Linked DNA regions of Pan troglodytes: region 2 is linked to region 1. Evidence: chromatin contacts called from public Hi-C data. All regions are on one chromosome and are shown on one strand. The core of a region is the stretch at or near the end of the contact, and the rest is flanking DNA. Distances in the headings are between cores, read along the strand shown.

What was found. Hi-C and Micro-C count contacts between places; a contact is called where the count stands out from the background.
Region 2: a contact with region 1 is called in a Hi-C map of induced pluripotent stem cells, with 3 times the contacts expected there. The contact joins the enhancer-like site here to the promoter of NTRK3 in region 1. A contact is called at or near these places in 4 of 7 Hi-C or Micro-C datasets (blood, induced pluripotent stem cells and stem cell-derived neural progenitor cells) and 1 of 1 datasets of contacts at active chromatin or transcription factors (stem cell-derived excitatory neurons).

Annotation. Positions count from the first base shown.
Region 1 is chr16:80,046,538-80,054,115 of NHGRI_mPanTro3-v2.0_pri, forward strand. It overlaps NTRK3 (neurotrophic receptor tyrosine kinase 3), which reads right to left and starts at 3,679. Exons shown (of 17, transcript NM_001034123.1): 1 at 3,432-3,679. The coding sequence starts at 3,679. It overlaps LOC134808576 (5E5 antigen-like), which reads right to left and starts at 4,974. Exons shown (of 4, transcript XM_063795453.1): 1 at 4,871-4,974; 2 at 4,514-4,665; 3 at 4,198-4,410; 4 at 3,828-4,030. The coding sequence starts at 4,974. The coding sequence ends at 3,828. It overlaps LOC107968414 (a long non-coding RNA gene), which reads left to right and starts at 261. Exons shown (of 4, transcript XR_001709561.3): 1 at 261-1,009.
Region 2 is chr16:80,245,442-80,253,019 of NHGRI_mPanTro3-v2.0_pri, forward strand. MRPL46 (mitochondrial ribosomal protein L46) reads right to left here. Exons shown (of 4, transcript XM_510572.7): 4 at 7,523-7,578. Among named protein-coding and RNA genes, the nearest start is that of MRPS11, 12 kb to the right of the region's middle. Within about 2 kb of position 3,265, at least 5 of the 24 cell types and tissues checked have an H3K27ac peak or open chromatin away from gene starts, as enhancers often do. A contact at or near this core is called in induced pluripotent stem cells, where this site is marked.

The DNA of each region.
Region 1 (7,578 bases), core at 2,429-4,928:
CCAGCTAAGAGCCCGTGGTCTTTGCAAGCCAAGGTAGCCAGCCCCAAGCATACCTGGTCCAGCCACGCCATCCTCTCCCGCTTCATCTTCTTTCTAACAGCTAAAGACCATACCATTCCAACCCAGCCCCAGGTAGGCCTGGCCTAGCAAAGCGGCCCAGACAGTCCACCATGGCCACCACCCTCCTGCCTTTGTGACGTCACAGCCTGGTTGGGTGTGGCTGCGCATGGACCCTTCCAGGCTCCATGAGGTTCCTGTGTATCAACAGCTGCAAAGGCAAAGGGATTGGCCTCCTGGGCAGAAAGGGGCCAAAAGGGAGGGCCCTTTGGAGGAGCGTGGCTCTGGTGAGGGGTGGAGGTGAGACCCACACTTATGCTCTGATGCCTTGCAACTGATTTCCTCCAGATACAAACAGGGCAGCTGAATGGGGAGATGGCCTCCCCCATCAGAGGCAGTTCCCAGCCAGCTTCCTTGGATGGCCACACAGGAATCACTCCACACACCATCCCTGAGAAGCAGAACCACAGGGAAACCTCTTGTCCCTCTGGAAACTCAGGTACAATCAGTTCAGCACTTGAAGGAAGGATCTCGAAACATTACAGCCCGAAGAACAAGAGGGTGAAACTGTGGAGGCCTCAGCATCTTCTACCCAGAGTGTGCCCAAGCTATACCCTGGGGCATCCACCAGCATCAAGAGCTTCAGGCCAATGGGAAGCTAGGGGACCTCTTGGTCCCATTTCCTTGGTAACATCAGAAATCTGAAGAACAACTCTCCAGCAAGGCACGGGCTTCAACTGAAGCCCTCTTCCCAAGTCATACTAAAACAAGAACCGACCCCAGCCGAGGGTGCTCCTCTCTGCCCACACATCCCTCTTCCAGCCTGCTCCATATGCAGCCCCACACAGTGGGGGTTCCTGTTGGGGTTGTGTGTCTGGGGCAAGTGACCTTACCACCCCAAGCCTCCATTTCCTCAGAAGTCAAACAGGGATGGGGATGCTGACTTTCTGGGGTGAGCGTGACTCCCCGCCCTCTCTCCAGCCCTCTGGCTCTGGAGTGGAAATCTGGGCTCTTCTCGAGCTCAGTCAATACCAGCCATAGATATAACAGGGCACTGGGGAGAAGATGGGGCAAGGAGAGGTCATTCGACCCATGACCTCTGACCCTCCCCCACCTGCCACTGGCACAGCTCCTGTGGGAATCCAGTTCCCTTGTTCTTTGGTGTTGGGTCGATTTAGAGAAAGGAGTCCTGATGGCCTCTCAGAATCCAAGTCCTGAAACAAGAATGGGGACACACACAGAGGGGCTCCAGATCCACTCCCTGCTCACTATCCTCCCAGACGCCCTCCTGAGGCCCTCCAGTACCAAAGAGGGCAAGAGGCCACCCCCAGTCCCCTCCCATCACAGACCTTTCTGGCAGCCTAGAAAGGCTAACCCAACTCTTCCCTATGAAACTGCTTCCCTGAGCATCATTTTCAGAGGAGCAACACCTCTGTGTGGCTATAAAGAGCCTACGTGATTGTGACCATCCCTGCCTCCCACTGGCTTTCTACAGACAGACACATCCTTGGAGCAGCACACTGGATGCAGCTCACCCATTCCCAGAGACCCAGGCTGGGTACCAGGGGCCCCTTCTTCCAACCCTTGGCCCACCCCTGGCAATCTCTAGGTCAGGCTTCTGAGCACCAAGACTGGCTGCTCAGCTCCCACCTTCACCAGCACCCTACTACCCACATCCACCCCCTACACACATACAGCTCCAGCAATGCACTTCCAAGTCTGAGTTTCCCTAACAGTCTCACTCTGAACCCTTCTCCCTGCATCCTTGGGAATGCTGGAAGCCTGTGGCCTGCAGTCGGGGAGAGGCACAGTTGGGTCTGTCCTGTTCCTCCTGCCCTCCCTGCTGACCCCCGCCCCTTGGCTGTTTGTCTTGTCATCTCTGGCCGGGTTGAAGAGGGTAAGGGGGTGAACAGCAGAGCTGAGATATGGGTCAAGCTTGTCTCCTGGGCCAGGAGTCAGAGACATCTCCTGGGCTATCCATTTCCCTCAAACTGTCAGCTGCGAGAGCGCAAGCAGAAGCTCCATTAAGCCGAGAGGGCTGGTGGGCTTTCCAGAGAGCAGGACTGCAATTCCTCCAGGCTTTGCAGCCCCATGGCCCTGGGCTGAAGCAAGGGGAGGTGCTCCCAGAGCAGCACCAAAGGCAGGTCCGGCCCCCTTAAGTCCGTCGAAGGGGTAAAGAGCCACCCAAAATGCCTTCCTCCAGACCTTGGCCAGGACCTCAGCACAAACCCTTCTCAGCTGCCTACCCGTTGCTGAGGGTCCCCAAGGGCTGGAAGCCTTGGGGGAAAAGAGGTGAGAATTATCCTCTGAGCAATTCCAGTACGGTCCACACCCTTCTCCAGGGTGGTAGGTTAGGAAGGGGTCACCTGGCCGAGGTCAACGAAAGAAAAGAGGAGCAGACTCTCCGGTCCCCAGCCCTCGATCTGTCCTCTCCTTTGCGTCTGCTGCCATCCCCACCAAAGAAAAATAGCAAGGAGAAAAGAGCAGGCCAGCACTGGTCTCCCTCGGAGGGGGCAGAACCAAGCAAAAGCCAGCCAGAGTTGAATGTTCCAAATGAACCGATCCGCACGATCACACAAGAAACCCCTCTCCTCAAAACACACGCCCTCTCCTCTCCCTGCTCCATCCTGACTCGGAATTATTCCGAGCAGTTATCAAAGCCCAAACTGGGAAGGGATCTGTAGGCGCCCAGATGCAGATGAGGGTGGCAAAGGGGGTGTCTCGGAAATGCCCAAAATGGGGCTGGAGAGGGCGGGCTGCAGGAGGGGAAGGGAAGAGGTAGGCGTCCATGACGGCCTCCACACGTCCAAAGTCTCCCCGCGAGCAGCCAGCTCGCAACTTGTTTACTTGTCAGCATGTTTTACTGTTTCCAAATGGAAATAGTTAAACACCTCGGCTGGATCGCGAGCAGTCCCTATCTGTCACCTTCCCTGCCGGCTAAGCGCTGTCGCCGCTGCCACCGCTGCTGCCGCCTCTGCCAAAGAATCGAACCTCGTCTACTTTATTCCACTTGAGCGTGGCCAAACTGTTGCTATTTAGTGGGGAGCAAAAAAAACAATTTGCACCATCGAAACGAGCCAGCAACTGGTTGGGGGGCGGGCGGTAGCTGGGCCCCGCGTGCCCTCGGCGGCCAGGGTCCTCTCCGGGGAGAGGCACACACACGCATCGCCGGATCGCGCCTCGCCAGGGCCGGAGTCACCTGGAATGCGCAGCCGGAGAGCATCTCCCGAGCCAGAGCGAGCCTGACGCGCGCCCAGCGGGCGGCGGGCAGCGGCGAGCTGGGGCGGGCGGAGGGCCGGCTCCCGGCCGCGGGCGGGCAGGAGGGAGACGCGGAGCGCGGGGGAGGCAGGCTGGGGAGCGGCCGCCTGACTTACATGGAAGTGATATTCCTTGAGATGTCCGTGATGTTGATGCTGGCGTTCCCATTGCTGTTCCCTGAATCCTGCCCTTCCAGGAGGGGGAAGAGGTTCCCATCGTCCGGCCGCCGGCAATTGATCTCAGTCTTGCTGCAGACACAATTTGCAGGGCAAGCCAGCACGGAGCCCACATAGTCCAGCCAGACGCTTCCCAGCAAGAAAATCCGCCAGAAACTACACTTGGCTGGGCAAAGAGAGACATCCATCTCCGATCGCTGCTTCTAAAAAAGAGGAGGAGGAGAGGAGAGGGGGGTGGGGTGGGGGGAGTGGGGAGAGCAGGGGGGGAAGGAAACAAAGACGGCGAGGGAGGGGAGAAGGGGGAGGGGGGGCCTCTGCCTTTGAAACGCCGAGTGATCAGATGCAAAATCCTTCAGCGTCTGAAACCATCGCGGCCGCCGCCGCCGCCGCCGCCGCCGCCGCCGCCGCCGCCGCCGCCGGGTGGGAGCCGCGAGGAGCGCCTAGTGGCGCGGTCTGCCGGGCATGGTGGCCGGCTCGGCGATCGCTGACTCGCCGGGTCCGGGGGCTCTGGAAGCGAGGCGCGCTCTCCGACTCCGAGACTTTGCAGGGTTGCAACAGACGGTGGGGAGGCAAAAAAAAAAAAAAAAAAGGAAAAGGAAAAAATGGTGCTAAAGTCACCAAGTCCCACCTACTGGGCAGAATTAAAACGGACACACCACACACCTGCAAAACACACACACTCACACACTCTCACACATACACACACCCGGAGCCCGATGAAAGGAAGAGAAGGAAGATGCAGTAGGAGCTGCAGCAGCCGCCGCGAATGGCTCGCCGCGCGGCTGCAGAAATGTACAAGTGCTCCGAGCCTTACGAAACGCACGGGTTATCGGAGCGTCTTCCTCGGCTCCCTCCCTCCCTTCCTCCCTCCCTCCTCCCCTCCCTCGTCGCGGCCTCCTCCCCCCGCCCCCCGCCCGGGCTGGGAGCGGCAGGAGAGCGGAATCTCCCCCTCCCTCCCCTCCCCACACCCGTCTCTCTCCCCGCCCGTCCTCTCCCTCCTCCCCACCCACCCACCCACCCACTCGCCGGCTCGCGGCTGTAGCCGGCACCGCCACCCGCAGCCTCGCGGCAGCCCGCCCGCTCCACGCCTCGCAGCGCGGCGCCCGCTAGCCGCAGCCCGGGGGAAACCGAGACCGAAGGGAAAAAGTTGCAGTTGAGATTGCGAGGGTCGGGGCTGGGGAGGGAGAGTTGGCGAGCTGGCTGCACGACACGGAAAGGCGCTCTCCTTTCCACTTTTTGGCCCTCGCGCTACCCGGTTTTGCTGCAATCCGGACCGCGGTAGGAAGTGAAATGAACGTGGCGGAGGTGATTGGGGAGTGCTCCCAAGCCTTGGGTGGGGGGCGCTCCCAAGCCTGGGTGGGTGGGGGGCGCAGGCTCACGGACGGCGACGGGGGGTGCCGGAGCGCACAGACACCCCAGAGAAGCACCCAGAGCCGGGGACCGGGACCGCAGACGCGCAGTCCTTGGTCTGAATGACACTCATTTCCGTAATCTAGAGTCTGGGGCGCTGGTCTTGGCTGGGAGGGGACTGCGGGACATGGCACGCTAGGTGCCCCCCGTGCCCGCTGCGCTTTCTTGGAGGTGGGTTTTGCATTCGGCCTTGAGCAGGCATGGATCGGGGAAGGAAGAAACAAGGGTCGAAAGGGCTGCGCTGGAGAGCCGAGGTGGCCCCGGGCGAGCTGTGCGTGCAAGAGAAATGGCCGGGGGAAATTGAGATGCAAGGGGCATATTTTGGCAAGCGCCACGCCAGCACCGTCAGAGGCCGGCTTCTTGGGCTCAGCTCTCGGGTGCGCTGAACTGGCTGCCGGGTGAGGGGCGGGCGGGCTGCTTTCTCCGGATTCGGGGGCGCAGAACCTCCTCCTTCCCTCCCACACAAGCACCCCTTCCTGGTAGGGACGCAAAGCAGGTGCAGCTTTCGACGAGAGCTCAGATCTCATCCGGGAAAGAAGTGTGTGGGGGGGGTCCCCGCTTTTGCGCTGGTAGGGATTTTTTTCTTAATAAAACATAAAGATGCCAAGTGTGAGCTGTTTGCTGAAAAAAAAAAAAAAAAAAAAACGAGCATTCGCTGTGGGAAAGGAGAAGAAAGGGTTAGGGGAGTCCGAGCAGGCAGACACACTACAGCATTCACACGCAGAAGAAAGCAGGGTTCTCCTTCCCGAGCTTGGATGAGGGCAGGCGAGGAAGCAAAATACATTGAATTCAATTCAACTGCATCCAGTATCTGAAAGGAGTCTCCCCCGCCCCCCGTGGATTCCGATGCAGGTCATGCAACTTGCAGGCAAGATGGGGGAAGGGGTATGCCGGTGTCACCGCCTGCCCCAGGCGCAACCACGAACAGGCCGGTCGCCTTCGGGTGGCACTGTCGCTTGGAGTAAAAACTTGGACGAAAAAAATGGAAGAAAAGAACATGCCTATAAAAGGCAGTTTTCCCGACTTCCCGTCACATTCCACCTTCCCTTGGCCTCAGGGAGATTTTTACCCCCGTCGCCATTATGGCCTTGTCTCCAGACTGGCATTTTGCCCTCCCACCAGCAGGAGGGGACAGAGTGTGAAGACCTCCTTGGACTCTCAAACCACTTGCTACTGGCCCTAGGCCAATCCTGGGTGTCCTTAGGCCACTGGGAATTTCCCTGTCACTTCAAGTGCCATTCTGGGATTGGCTTTAGAATATCTGAGAGTCAGGGAAACTGAGGTGTAGTCAGATCCTAACACTTGGCCTCTCTTGGGAGGTGGCAGGTGGCAGCAGAGAAACACAGCCTCTCTCAGACCACTCCTGGGCAGGGAACGCCAAGTGGATTCAGCCCAGCATCAGTGCTCCAGCCTGGAACTGAAATGGTTGTGTCCAAAAGATGCCCAGCCCACTTTTTTGAGAGAGAGAGAGAGAAAGAAAGAGAGAGAGAGAGGATTTTTAACATGTCAAGCAGAGAAGAAGAGACATCCATAAGTTAGAACAACAAAAACAACAACAAAAAAAACCTTTAAAAACCCCTCTGGATTTGGTAAAAATGCAGATTGTGGAGCAAGGGGCCCTGATGGGCAAGAAGTCTTTCATCCTGACAGTAAAATGGGATTAAGATGGGGTGCTACATTTATGCTCACACTCTGGGCCTGAGCAGGAAGCGACAGCTGAAAAAGAGGGAAGCCCTTTCAAAAGCAGGTGACACATGGACACATAGAGGGGACAATGCACATGAGGGTCTACCAGAGGGTAGAAGGTGGGAGGAGGGAGAGGATCAGGAAAAATAACTCATGGATACCAGGCTTAATACCTGGGTGATGAAATAATCTGTACGACAAACCCCATGACACATGTCTACCTGTATAACAAAGCTGCACATCCTACACACGTACCCCTGAACTTAAAGGTTTAAAAAAAAAAAAAAGCAGGTGATAGACTAGTGTGGCGAAGAGCAGAATTTCATTTCTAACCACAGGGAAATGACAAGCTTTCTGGGACTCCGCTTTCCCATCTGTAAAATGACCACGTTAAGACCAGATCCTCAAAACCCAAAGTGTGGCCCTCTGTCCAGCAGCATCCATATCACCTGGAAGCTTGCAAGAAGTGCAGCATCTGAGGCCCCATCACAGACCTCCCAAACCAGAATGTCCATCAGAACAAGCTCCCAGGTGATTCATAAGCACATCGCAGCCCCATAGTCACCCCTCCCAGCCTGAAGATTCTCTGATTCTACATGGATCTGGGCCAAAGGGACTGCTGAGGGAGGAAAAAAAAAAAAAAGGTGGGGAATGATGGGGATGATGGGTCCTCATAATATTATTCAGTTACAGTGAAGTTAGGGTGAAATAAACTGGGTATCTCAGAGGCAGGGGCCTTGTCAGAAAAAGACATTTGAAGTTTCATTCTAAGCTTAAGAAGGTGAGAATGACCTGCTCATGCACTGCTCACAGAAATCATAGTGCAGGGTCAATAATAGTGCACACTCAGAGTTTGCTAGTTCTTAACCTCTGCAGTAGGCCAGGTTTAAATGTGGGAGCAGAAGAAAGTCTCCAGTGTAGACACCCTCCCCTCAGTAAGAGTCCAGAGCATTTACAGTGTCTTACCTCTTGATAAGAATGTCCTGGTTGA
Region 2 (7,578 bases), core at 2,015-4,514, 200 kb after region 1:
AGCAACAGGCAAATGCCCCAGTGTGTGAGGTGCATGTTCAAGCCTACATGTGACGTGAATGTTCAAGAATACGCGTGTGTATTATATCAGCTTCAAAGGTGTGTCGGCAGTGTGCATGTGTGTGTTTTAGTGTGACCGTTCAAGGATATGCATGTATCAGACAGAGAACAAGCTTTATACCTGTGTGTGATAGGAACAAACACCCAAGTGTTTGTGTGTGATGCGAACATTCAAGACTATGTGTATGTGTGATGAGAATATTTAAAGCTCTTGGGATACGTGTGTGTGTGCTGTGAATATTCAGGAGGTGTATATGTGATGTGAATGTTCACAGCTGTGTGATGTGATGTTCATCCAAGGTGTGTGTGTGTGTGTGTGTGTGAAAGAGAGTGTGTGACAGAGAGTGTGTGTGTGACAGAGTGTGTGTGTGACAGAGAGAGTGTGTGTGACAGAGAGAGAGTGTGTGTGTGTATGTGTGTGTGTGAGAGAGAGAGAAACTGGTGAGAAGACATAGGGATGGAAGAACAGAGTGTACAGAAATGTTCCCTATATCCATAGAAGGAAATGTGGCCATTTGTCTTCGCTGGGGACAGAAATGCATACTAAACTTTTCAGGCTCACACGCGCATAAAGAATGGCTAAGAGAATGGTGTTCAAAGACAGCTGTGCGTGAGGTGGGACTATAAGAAACATAAAATTTGCCCTAATAAACAGACTTTTTCATCCAAATGAGTTTCAAAGTAGCCACCTTAAAAAGTTAAATTTTTACTGTATTGATGCAGCCATGGCCCAGTAAAATTTTGGGGTCTGCTTTCACAGTCCATCTTGCGCCCAACAAATAGTCTACAATCATTACTCATCATCACATATTCTTATTGGCTCAGGCTAGAATGACCCAACTTAATCACTTAATCATTCATCATTCCCATTGTTGGCTTAAGAACTTCTCCAAAACCCAAATCTCTCTCTTTAAAAAAAAAAAAAAAAAAGGGAATTTGTCCCCCTTGAGGCTAAGCTTCCCTTGCATGTACGCATTAAAATACAAGCTTCATTGCTTGATAATTAGCTGTTGTGGATGGCAGTGTGCAGGGAGCTACAGAAACTACTGGGAACCAAAGGAATACTGTGGAGTCTACAGAATTCCATCATACACACATTTAACTTTTATAAATTCGAACTATTACAGCAAGAATTTTAAAGGTGAGACAAATAATACTGTAAACAGTGCAAGTATTTTCATCCACTATTTTCTTCCATGGGCTCCTGCTCTGGAGTTAGCCTCGGATGGATGAGGCAACTCCATCTAGGACCTCGAATGTCTGTCTTTGTGCAAACATCTCATATTTGGTGTAATTCAGAATCCTCTTCATATTCTCCCAACCCGCTCCATTCAAGCCTCTAAGGGATGGGGCACAGACCTGCAGTCAACGGCCCTTCAAGGACAGGGATAGGAATCTTAGTATTTTATACATCATGGCCCCGAAACACAAGCCAACTGGTTAATCTTGTGCTCCTCCAAATAAATCATGATTGGTTCCACCTCTAGAAGAAACACTGGCCATGTTAGATTCCCGGAGAGACCTGGCCAGTCACCAATGTGTTACCTTTCTAAAGGATATTTCCATGGTAACTTTAGTCATAGATGATTTGTGACCTATACAGTGACTTTAGAATCCAGCCCTCAGGTTAGATGTGATTCTGCACAAGGCATCATGGAACTCATTCTCTTGCCTTCAGACAAAACTACTCTTAAGCTGTCTTGGACAGTTAAGAACCTAAAACACTGTAAAATAATTCCCATATGCACTGCCCTCCAGCCCCACAGAGCTTCTTCCAGGCCTCTCTGGGCTTTGTGCACGTGATTCCTACTCTCTTCTATTCCCTGGCTCTCTCCCCTCTATTCTGAGGCCTGCTCTGAGGCCCTCACAGGGTTGGTGCACAGCACAGCTCCCTTTGGCTTGTTGACAGGCAGGGTTCCCCCACCACCCTCAGCACTAAACTGAGGATGTTGGCCAAGAGTATTTTGGTCTCCATTTTATTCCCAGTGCTTGGCTGTAAAGCAACCTCCTCCACAAATATTTGTTGAAGGGTTAACTGGGATGTTTCAAGAATTCTCTTTATTTGAGGTTTTTCCTTGTCATCAAGATTTACCGTCTTGTAGAAAATGTGGTGAGGTGATTGACAAAGAAACTGAAAAAGACTAATCTATTGGACTACTCAGAACTGACCTTATTTTTAATGGCATTTGTTCTTGTTTTATTTTTAATACTCATGGAGATTCTTACCCACTGTTACCAATTAGCTTTCCCAAATTGTGCTTTAACTGTTGATTTTTGTACTAAGAAGTAGCATCTTCAAATAAAAACTCACTTTAATATTTAATAATCCTAAATGTCAAGGAACTCTTCCCATGTGTAACTTCTCAAAATTCCTACTGTTGCATTTTAAAGCTTGCTTACTTCCTCTAATTCAGACCAAGATGACTAATGGACATCCTCTGTGTAAGTAATATACACACTCAAAAACCATGACTCTCACCATTCCCTTCTCCAAGTTCAAATAATTCCAATCCCTTCAGCCTCACTGTTCTCCATGTCAATCCTCTTCATATTCTCACAAATCACCCCAGTTCAGGCTTTCCAAGGGGTCCATGAGCCTGCAGTAGATTGCCCCTCCATGACCAGTTCAGGAATTCCATGATACAAAGGCAGGGGTCCAGGCAGCATGGGACAATGGATGGCTTTAGAATCACATAGCTCTGGGTTCAAATCCTGGCTCTACCAAGCATTGACTGAGACCTTCACAGGGTCTCCTCCCCTCTCCAAGCTTGTCTATGGATCTAAAAATGCCACACAAGACCAACGTAATTCTTAGGTGAGTCAGATTATGTTGTGGACATGCAGGCCTAGCACAAGGCTACATGAAGTGGTCCTAACACATGGCAGTCTGGGTGCCCTCCCCTCCCAAGGGCATGGTGTCCATCTGTGGCACTCCCTGGAGCTGATGCATGGGGGTGGATGGCCATGAGTGCCCCACATCTGTCCTGGTTGGCTGTCAGCAAGCTTCTGGCTGCTGCTTAACCCCAGGAGACTGGGTGCTGGGGACTCTGCTCAGCCTGAGATAAGAAGCTTCTCCAAGGGCAGCAGCCTAAGGCCAGGCAGGTTTCCAGAAGGTTTCCAGGTTTCGTGAAGGTTTCCAGAGACAGCCTACTTCTGGAAGAGCAGATGCCAGGCAAACCCTGCCACCTTGTGGTGCTCATGCGTATGAGCCCACTCCAGCTGTCATAAAGCCCCGCCTTCCACTCTGGGCTGCCATCTGGTTTCTCGGTCTGGGGATATCCTCTCTCTCCTTTTCTCAGCCTGATCTACCCCAAGGCTTTCTGACCTGGAGGTGTGTCCCAAACCCCTTAGGCCCAGGGTGTTCTCAACTTTGTCTATTAGCCCTGTCATTCCCAAAAGCCCTAGCCTCAGTGCCCTCATCTGACTACATTAGGACAGTTTTCCCCTACTGGGCCAAAGGAGAAACTGGGAGTCTCTCTCCCCCACCCACCTTAGCCACTCAGCAGCTACTTGGGGCCTGGTATCTGACACTCGGGCAATCAATGCTCTGTTTGTACTGCCAAAGCCTCTGAATAAAACCTGGGGCCAGCTTCTCAGGCCCACTTCAGAGTGGCTTAGTAGGGTAGCTGGGATGTATGCGTGCACATGTGCACCTATGTCTTGCTCTAGGCTAGTAAGACCCTCCCTGGCAGTGCCTATCTCCTGACTTGCAGGGGACCTTCCAGCCCCAGCCCCTCAGCTACAGCAGTGATTCAGCTATCTGGATCTATCCCTGAGCCTTTAACAGCACCTATTCCGACCACAGAGAGAACACTTTCCTCCTTCGCTTCCTGTTTTAAGCACCAAAATGCCAAGACAGGTGAAAGGCGACTGATAGCCTAAAGTAACTGGCCATAATCCAGGCCCGATGTGCTTCTAGAAAATAAAGCGGAGAAGGGTAGGGGCTGAGGCTACCCTGAGATTTCAGGCAAACAGGCTTTATCTTGCTATGTGTGTTTGAAGCTTAGCGATCTGTGAGCTTTCAATAATTGGGTTGCTGACCTTTCAGCGGCACTCCTTTTCCCCTGTTGGGGTAATAGAACGGGTCAGCAAATCCTTTCTGTTTTTAGTGCCCATAAGCCTGTGCCTAACAGTGGCTCTGGATTTCCTGGCCCAGGGTGGGACAGAGCTAACATGCCCAACCAGCTGGATGAGGCTGGCTATGGGACTTACCTGCCATACAACCATTGTGTGTGGCATTAATGGATGGAAACCATTAATGTCCAAGTTACTCACATCCCTCTCCAAATAGGTCAGAAATGCTTGGTTGCCACAATGTATAACTTAGAAAAGGTGAGAATGGGAGTTGTAAAAGCTAAAGATGTTACAGCTAAATGAAGGAGCAGAATTCAGGAGCCTAAGTATGTTGGAAGGAGGGAAACATTCGCTGAGTGTTTATAACAAGCCACACGTGGTGCTAAGTACTCTCACATAACTTACCACATTACCTGAGAAGAAGTATCATCTTCATTTTATAGATGAGAAAGGTAAAGTTAAGAAAGGTTAAGAACTACCTTTGTATACAGGTCTAGGTTTGAATTCTGGCCCCACTTCTTACTAGGAAGTAACTCAAAGTAAGCTAACTAACTTGAGTTTATTTCTCATGTATAAAATAGGGATAAAGATGCCTGCCCTGCTGGTTTAAATAACAACGTAGCTTGTAAGTAAGGGCACTCACAAGGCTCTTGGCACTCAGGAGTCACTACGCTGTCATCAACAGTAACAGTAACTTAACTGAGGTCATAAAAACTCAAATCCAGGTTTTCTGACCCCAAGTCCAGTGCTCATGGGGAAAGGAGCTAATCTGCACATAGTTTCTGAAGTCCAGTAGGTACGGATGAACATTCGTAACCCCAAAATCCAAAAGGCTCCAAACTCCAAAACTTTTTGAGGGCCTCAATGACACCACAGGTGGAAAACTCCACACATCAAGTACTTAACACAAATTTGGTTTCATGCACAAAATTATTTAAAATATTGTATAAAATTACCTTCGGGTAATCTGTGTATAAGATGTATATAAAACATAAATGAATTTCATGTTTAGATTTGGGTCCCATTCCCAAGATATCTCATTATGTATAATGCAAATATCCCAAAATCCAAAAAAACCTGAAATCTGAAAACACTTCTGCTCCCAAGCATTTCAGATAAGGGATATTCGACCTGTATAGGAGCCAGATTAACAACTAATTATCCTATAAATTGTTAAGTGTAGAAGCACATACAAGGCATAGAAATGGCCCAGCAGGAAGTAACCCTTGAAAATAAGTTACCAGGAAAACAAGTTTGTAAGCAGGGCAGTATTTTCTCTGTAGAACCCGCAAAGGTGAAAGCCAGGAGACCAGAAATCATTTGGGAAAACAATGACCAAGAGGCGAAGGCTAAACCTTAACAACTGAAGGATCCTTTCAGTGAACTGGGTGGTCTGTTGTACATGTTACACACACACACACACACAGAGGCATTTCTCTTCTTAGGTTGTACAAACACACTTCAAACTGGAACTCCTAATCCCCACAGCACCACACACATTACGCTGTCCTCCCACACTGAGAACATCGCATCTTATTTTGTTCCCTGGCAATCTTCCCCCAAAGGATACACTAGAAACAATTTTTTGGTCATGTTTGGCAGCCGGTAGAAGATTCAAGCTGGCACTCAGCAAATATAGTTATTTATACTATAATGCTAAAAATCTTGCATTCTGCAATATCACACTCCAAAAATAACAGAAAAGGGGGTTGGGGCAGACCACTCAAAACCTATGGAATTCTGTAACCAGAGCAATAACAAAAGAGAATGAAGCCTAATGATGATGCTAATGCAGTACCCCCACCACCTGTACACCAATCCCCAGCAGCCTTAAATCCTGGGGCTTATACTGCTTCCTGAGATGTAGGTCCTTTGATATGTAATCTTAGCAGAGATGCATTCCATCAAAATTAAAACTGTGATCCAGGACAGGGCCTTCTTCATCAATTTTTTAAAACAAGGTGGGTGAGGTGTCTTCACAGCTTCTTCCATTCCACTCACAGTTTCCCCTGAGAGCTGAACATCATGGAAAGGCTAGCAGTGCTTCTAGAAGTTACTAAACCAGCCCCTACTTGCAATAAAGGAAGGCGCTTCTAGAAAATTTTCAGCTTTTTTCTTAAGCTATTCAATCTTGTCCCTGATCATTTAAAAATATTAATGTTCTGCAGAAAAATCTAACATAATTTTGGGTCATTCTGACACCATTTATCTATTTCCCAATTGCACATATGCTATTTCTCACCAAAAAAACAATGTTGTTACAGACATGCATGGTCATGAAAATAGTCACTTCACTCTGGTGATTCCTTCCCTTCTAGGTCAGAGGTGCCCGTGGCCCTAAGAATATGCAATACAGTTCACACACAAGTCACTCCAAAACCCAGAAAGTGCATCTTGGCCCTGTGGCTGCGCCCAGGCTTCACTCCAAAGGCACCACTACAGCTCACCATCAGCAAGCCTATGCCAGGAGACATCTCCCCTCAGTCATGGAGGGGAGAGCACACATGCAGGAGGAAAAAGGTTAGCAGAGGAGTATCAGGCCTAGGCCCCTCAATTTTGATTAAGAAAGCAATTTCCCTGATCCCGGGCAAGAACACAAGGCTGCAGCTGATGCAGAAACAGAAATCCCATCTCATGTGCTCACAGCCTGTTTAACCCAGGCCGTCTGAGACGAAACCAGGAAGCATCTGATGGGAATCCAGGACTGCAGACTAAAACCACTATTCTGGGCAGACAAAGGTATGCCTGAGAGTTCCCCATGCTCTGCCACCCACTTAACAAATGTTTACTGAGTGCCTCATATGTGCCAGGCACTGGGGACCAGTGAGGACCCAAACAACACACTGAAGAGCCAAGAGCCCCAAAGAGGTGAGGGGCATGGGGTCAGCATTCTCCTCTAGCACCAACAGGCACATGCAGTATGACTCTAGGCTAAGTCACAACCTGGCCGTGATTCCTCCATCTGTAGAATGGAGATAAACTAACTGCACATTTCACATGACTGTTTCAAAAAAGGTTAAGACATGACTCAATTCTTTTTAAAATAAAATGCTTTTAGGAAGGGGGGGAAAGAAGGAAGGATTATTTCCCAGGCTAGATTAAAACACCTTCATATCAAGTGCAGAGGGAAGGAAAAACAAACTGGAAATGGCTAAGAAACTATATAGAACTAGTTTTTTCCCAAGGGCCTAGAGAAGCTTTCACAGAACTCAAGGCTTTCGGGAAGTCAATTCATTTCCTTCTGTCCTTTCTTCCTGGGCCCAGTAACTCAGTGATGCACTGTAATATAATCCAGTACTCAATGATCACCTGGGAAAAAAATGGAAAGACACCCTAAGAGATGGCTCTCTTCACTGGGCCATCAAAGGGCAAATCAGCCGAGACCAACACAGTAATAGACTCGTTTATTTCTCAGAATTTAGTTTGCTGCTTGATATTACCTGCA